Regions from separate parts of the Sus scrofa genome. Here region 1 is linked to region 2. Evidence: chromatin contacts called from public Hi-C data. All regions are on one chromosome and are shown on one strand. Each heading gives the region's core, a stretch centred on a gene start, on an enhancer-like site or on the middle of the called end of the contact. The rest is flanking DNA. Distances are from core to core; before and after follow the strand shown. Region 1 holds the start of MAPKBP1 (mitogen-activated protein kinase-binding protein 1). Region 2 overlaps EHD4 (EH domain-containing protein 4).

What was found. A called contact is a pair of places that touch in the nucleus more often than the background predicts.
Region 1: a contact with region 2 is called in a Hi-C map of alveolar macrophages, with 1.6 times the contacts expected there. The contact joins the promoter of MAPKBP1 here to the enhancer-like site in region 2. A contact is called at or near these places in 5 of 47 Hi-C or Micro-C datasets (alveolar macrophages, brain, embryonic fibroblasts and 2 more).

What each region holds. Positions count from the first base shown.
Region 1 is chr1:129,587,638-129,590,573 of Sscrofa11.1, forward strand. MAPKBP1 (mitogen-activated protein kinase-binding protein 1) reads right to left here and starts at 1,447. Exons shown (of 32, transcript XM_021097365.1): 1 at 305-1,447.
Region 2 is chr1:129,441,007-129,444,139 of Sscrofa11.1, forward strand. The region is part of intron 4 of EHD4 (EH domain-containing protein 4); the gene reads left to right. Among named protein-coding and RNA genes, the nearest start is that of SPTBN5, 19 kb to the right of the region's middle. Within about 2 kb of position 1,390, at least 17 of the 83 cell types and tissues checked have an H3K27ac peak or open chromatin away from gene starts, as enhancers often do. A contact at or near this core is called in alveolar macrophages, where this site is marked.

The sequences.
Region 1 (2,936 bases), core at 197-2,696, 150 kb after region 2:
GTGGCCGGTCTGATTCCCGTTAATTCCCAACTGTTCTCATGGCAACTGCAGCGTCCAAAGAAGGAGGCCACCAAGGAGTCCCGCAGGGGGCCTGGGCACCTGCGCTGGCGCCCGCAGGGGGACTCAGGTCGGCGGGTCGCCTTGTGGCCCTGCAACACGTTCTGCCACAGGAGCCTCCCTCCCCCACCCACGACCCTCCTGAGCTCGCTCTCGGCCCTCCACAGGAGCCCTAGACCTTTTTCACTTTCAGCTCCCTCAGAAGCCCCTGCCACTCGCCAGCGCCCCCGCTCGGGCCCAGGCTCACCAGCCCCCGGGCGCCGGGGCCGCCCGGCTCACAGCGCCCTCAGGCATCGCGCTCAGCGATTTCAGCTCCACCGGGGCAGCGGCAGCAGAAGCTATGGTGGCACGAGCGGCTCAAAACGCGAACTACCGCCAGGGCTCAGCTTTGGGCTGGGTAGGAGGAGCCGAGGCAGGGGGTGCGGTCTGTACGCATGAGGGCGTTTCTAGAGTGGACGGCTACGGCTTGTGGGGGCGGGGCAACGAAACAGCCCAGGAAGTAAAGGGCAGGGACCCAAGAACCACGGATTCACCACCAAGCAGTCGTGGGTATTGTTCCTAGAAGAAGGTCTGCAGAACGCGGCTTCAGAATTGAGAAAATCAAGCCTTTTATGGTATTATCAGGCCTGGTCACCCCCAGAGAAATGCACTTCCCAGAGCCCCAACTAGACGGTAGCCACGCCCCCAAGGTACTACAATTGGCATTAGATAGGCCCCAGGGACCAGCGGGGAAACTAACTTCCAGCTCAGAATTACAAGAGTGAGGTACAGCCAAAAGGCTCTGTTCCCATGGACCCCCCAAGCGCTGGGATTTAAAGCGGTTAAAATAGTTTCTGCTCGCCGCCTGTCCAGCACGTTGACCTACGTGGAAATGAGTAACTCTTTTGATCGCTGAGAAGTGTACTGAACTAGGCAACACAATTGGCCCCCACAGAATAAAGGGGAGGGAGCTGATGGCCTAGAAGAGATTTCGGAGAGCTGAAGTGTGTCGATGTGCCTATGGGAAATAATGTTTCATGGTTTCTTTAGCCTCCAATGTCCCATCGAGTTCTCATCCAGAGTAATACAGGACTTTGTTCCTCCAGATCTTTCCATATTCCTGTCAAAATTTACTTCTGAAATCTTTTCCCTTTGGCGAGGTCACTTCTAAGCTTGCTGGCACTAGATTTAATAGTTTTAATAGCACATGGGACAGGGGGTGTGGTGGAGCATGCACAGAAATACTTTACAGAGTACTTCATATGTACCTCAGCCTAAGTTTATTTTCTAGGAACCTTCCCGAATCACTGCTACTTTGAGAAATTACCTTACAAAGAGGTTAGCCTATGCCCAAAGACTTGGGCCCCAGAAAAACAGAACACTGATGTATCTTATCCAATCCAGGTCCTTGGAACCCTTGGGGGAGATGACAAGTTAGCAAGAGGGAAAGATTCCTAAACCGATTGAAATGAAGGCTCTTGTACAGACAAACGGCAAAACAGGTATGTACTTGTGTGTACCGCAGCAGGTATTAAAATGAGAACTGTAAAGCTAACAAATTGACACAAAGATCAGGAAAGTCATCTCCTAGAAGACCAAATGGCAATGGCTACTGGAAGTATGAGGCTTCTTCCTTCCCTTCAACCATGTACTGCTGATGTAATGAAATATAAAATGGAGTTTTCACATTTCTCAAATCTGGAGGAGGCAGCAAGAGTCATTAGCCACAACAGTAAGAAAAGGGATTGGTTCCTCAACTCCTTGCTAGCCTGTGATTTTTTCTTTTTTGGCGGGGTGGGGAAGAGAACTCAATATAACAATGCTAGTGAATAAAGAGTGCCACCTGGTGTCCTTACTTGCGTGCTGCATTCCCCAGCAACCACCATCTTTACCCACTAAAGTTGTTCCTCATTCTCTCCAGATCATTTTTGTGTCCACTAGTGGTTTTCTCACCTACGTAACTCATGGCCAGGAAACGGGTTTACAAAATGCCATTGGACATTTTCTATCCAAAGCTACCCTGGTTTATCCCCACAGAGAAAATGCTCCACAATTTATTCCCATCTGAAGCTGAAGTTGCAGAGACAATATAAGCTCCTGCTTTCCTTGTCTAAGCTGATCTAAGCGAAAAACTGAGAACAGTGTAATGAAGAGATTTCTTTAGTCTAGAATCTAGATGCTTCCAGTTTAGGGCCAAAACCACATATTTTTAATCCTTCACAATTTAATCCAACCTTTATTGTCTATGATACGTATGTACCAAGCAGCCTTTTTTTATCTTTATTTTTTGGCCATGCCCAGGCTAGGGTTTGAACCCGTGCCACAGCAGTGACCCAAGCTGCAGCAGTGACAACACCAGATCTTTAACCCACTGTGCCACAAGGGAACTCCCAACCCTGCAGCCTTTTAAGTGCCAAGTTGGGAAGAGGCTTTAAGCTCAGAAAATAATAGTCCCAGGCCCATGGAGTTCCCGTCGTGGCTCAGTGGTTAACGAATCCGACTAGGAACCATGAGGTTTTGGGTTCAATCCCTGGCCTTGCTCAGTGGGTTAAGGATCTGGTGTTGCTGTTGCTGTGGCATAGGCCAGTGGCTACAGCTCCAATTAGACCCCTAGCCTGGGAACCTCCATATGCCTCGGGAGCGGCCCTAGAAAAGGCAAAAAGACCAAAAAAAAAAAAAAAAAAAAAAGTCCCAGGTCCAATGTGAGTAGAAGCATTATTCCCTTTTTTCCAAATTAGGTAATTGCTATCCCACCTCCAGAATGCAGCTGACTCTCATATATTTCATTGTACATATGCTATTTCACTTTTGATTTTGCTTATTAGATTCTAAAATCCCAGATGTCTAGGTGTATACAAATAGTCTTTTTTGTCCTATGCTCATTAGATCAGATTTTTAAA
Region 2 (3,133 bases), core at 140-2,639:
ACAGCCACAGCAACACTAGATCCAAGCTGCATCTGTGACCTACACCATAGCTCACGGCAACGCCAGATCCTTAACCCACTGAGCAAGGCAAGGGATCTAACTTGCAACCTCATGGATAATGGTCAGATGCATTTCCACTGAGCCAGGACAGGAACTCCCACATCCCTCTTTAGAGTCTGGCTCCTAGTTCTGTGATCTTGGGCAGATGACTCAACCTTTCCAAACCTGTTTTCTCATCTGTAAAATGGAGCCAGTAAGAACATACCCTGGGGTGCATGGGAGGGTTCAGCGGACCTGGTGTGCAGAGTGCTTGGTGTAGCACCTGGCGCATGGGGAGGCATCCATGCGCTCACCGACCGGAAGCTGCTGTTATGTTAGGATGGTGGGAATGTAACCTGCTGAGCCAGAGAGATAGCATTGATGGGACCAGTGGGGTGCCGCGATACCACCACTCATCACTCTGTGCCTAAGGCAGGGAACTCTGTGTCACCGCCTGGACACAGAGGGGCCTCAAGAGGAAGGTTGGCTCAGCCCAGCCTGCCACATGTGCTGGTTTGAGAGGCTCGCCACCTCCCCTTTCCAGGTGATGGCTCCCGCTCCCCCAACCCCACCCCGCAGCTCAGCCTTTCAGCAGCCCCAGGAGTCTGTGCCCCAGGAGGGTGGGTGATAATCTGCTGACCACCCCAAGTAGTATAGTCCATTCTGTCCTATCTCTGAAGAGCAAGGAGCATGTGAGACTCCTCGAAGAAAAAGTATGGAAAAAATTGTTCTTTTAAAATTATGTGTATGGAGTTCCCATCATGGTTCAGCGGAAAGGAATCTGACTAGCATCCATGAGGACACAGGTTTGATCCCTGGCCTCAGTCGGTGGGTTAAGGATCTGGTGTTGGTGCTGTGGCTGTGGTGTAGAACAGTGGCTACAGCTCCAATTCAACCCCTAGCCTGGGAATCTCCATATGCTGCAGGTGCGGTCCTAAAATAAGACCAAAAAAAAATTATGTGTATATTTCATAAAGTCACATTCGTCTAAGGCCATAAGTGCCTCTAGAGTTTATCTAGTCCCTGTGATCATCCGAAGCACCCAGAGCCCTGATACAGGTGTGCATGTGTACACGTAATCTCCAGGTGATTCTGATGATCAGCCAAGTTTGGGAACCAGAGGTCTATCCTGACTCCCTAGTTTTACAAGCCCAAGGTAGGATGAGTGATTTCTTCAGGGTCACCTAATCCACTAGTAACAAAGTTTGGACTAAAAGCCCTCCTGGCTCTCAGTCTCACCTTCTGCTTCAGCCTTGTCCCTTCCACTAGAACCTTTTCTCAGCCTGCCCTCCAAATCCACTGATACCCAGGTCAGGAAGTGCGGTCAGTTCACTTCTTTGTTTTCTGGTAGCAAAGAACCCATGTCCCTTCCCACTTCCTCTTGCTGCTCTGTGAATGGCTTCTGCCCTGGCCCTGGGGCCCACAGGCTGGCCTCCTGGAGTCGACCACCACTTTGCCTCATTTGGTCAACAGCTGTTGAGCACCCCTGGACCAAGGCTGGGTAGCCTAGTCTGGTGGAGGGCAAACCCCTCTGTTACGGAATGGTGGGCTGTGTGCTGCTGGGATGTGGACACTGCGCCCCGAGCAGGGGCCAGCGTGGAGTGGGGGTGGGGAGGGCTCCACTGAGGCTACCTGCTGGCAGGTGACCAGCACCTGACATCCTCATTGCCCATTATCACTGCCCTCCTGCCAGTGTACTCACAGGGCAGCCTCCCTCTCCATGATGAAAAAGCCACCCCCCCAGCAGCGGGCCCCACCCATCATCCCTGGATCTGCTCTTCCTCCCCACTCAGATTTGCACCCAGCCCACTCATGCCCTCTTCCCTGTGGCACAGATGATCTGGAGTCACATGTGCACCTGTGACTCGCTGCTTTTTATCTTTTCTTCCTGGTACAAGCTGCTTTCCTCCCGGAACTGTGGCCACTTTTGTTCCAGTTCTGCAAGGCACGTAAATCCACTTATTTGCAGCTCTCCTGAAATGGTTTCCCTCCCCCACTCGTCCTGGGCCTGATGCTTGATGGCAGGAAGTCTGTTTTTGCCCATTTAGTGACACAAACACACACAGACAGACACCTCCAGCATGGGATCTTTCTCTTCTCCAGCTAATACTGCTGAACTTAACCTTCAGGATACCTAATACCCAATGTGATTTTATAACCAAGGCTGGTAAATGATGCCATGGCCTTTGCAGATTTCGAGATCTTTTGAACTACTTTTCGACGCCCATGGACTTTTTTTTTTTTTAATTTTTTTTATTATAGTTGATTTACGATGTTCTGTCAATTTCTTCTGGGCAGCAAAGTGACCCAGTTATACATTTATACACATTCTTTTTCTCATATTATCCTCCATCATGTTCCATCACAAGTGATTAGATATAGTTCCCTGTGCTGTTCAGCAGAATCTCATTGCTTATCCACTCCACATGCGATAGTTTGCATCCACTAACCCCAAACTCCTAGTCCATCCCATTCCCTCCTTTTTAATTTACAAGTCGTTGCTGAAGGCCAATGGACTCAAGATGCAGCTGTGTTCAGTCATAGAAATAAATAAAGAGCGGAAAGCTCACTGGAGGAGCCAAGTACATGGGACTTCACTGCTATCCTTGAGCCCTGGGCCCCGTGAAGGGGCCAGCAGGGCCTGGGTTTAGAAAGGCACAGAACGCTGCTGTGTCCCGATGCTGGGAATAATGAAAGCCCTTGTGTGGAGGTGGGGGGCAGGGGGCGGTCAACTTGCTGAGCTTACTTCTAGGAAGAAAGCTTGTCCTTTTTTTTCTCCCTAAGAATAGTATCTGGCTTGTTCCTTTTCATAAAGAAAATGTTTGAAGTACGGATGTTTCCAGCCTCAGCTGCTCAGTGCCAGCGTGTTCCTGGGGCGGTACCATGCCACGAAGGGGGGCAGGAAACAGAGTCTGGGGTGGATAAGAAGCCGAACTCAGCACAATGGCCTTGGCAGCTAACCAGTGCCATCCACTTCTACATCATCTGCAGTTTTATGTTCCATTTGTGAACTTGTTGCTGAAATGGACGAGGAGTCACCTGAGTTCTCTTTGTAATGTTTCTGTTTCATAAACATGCTCTTTGACTTTGGTAT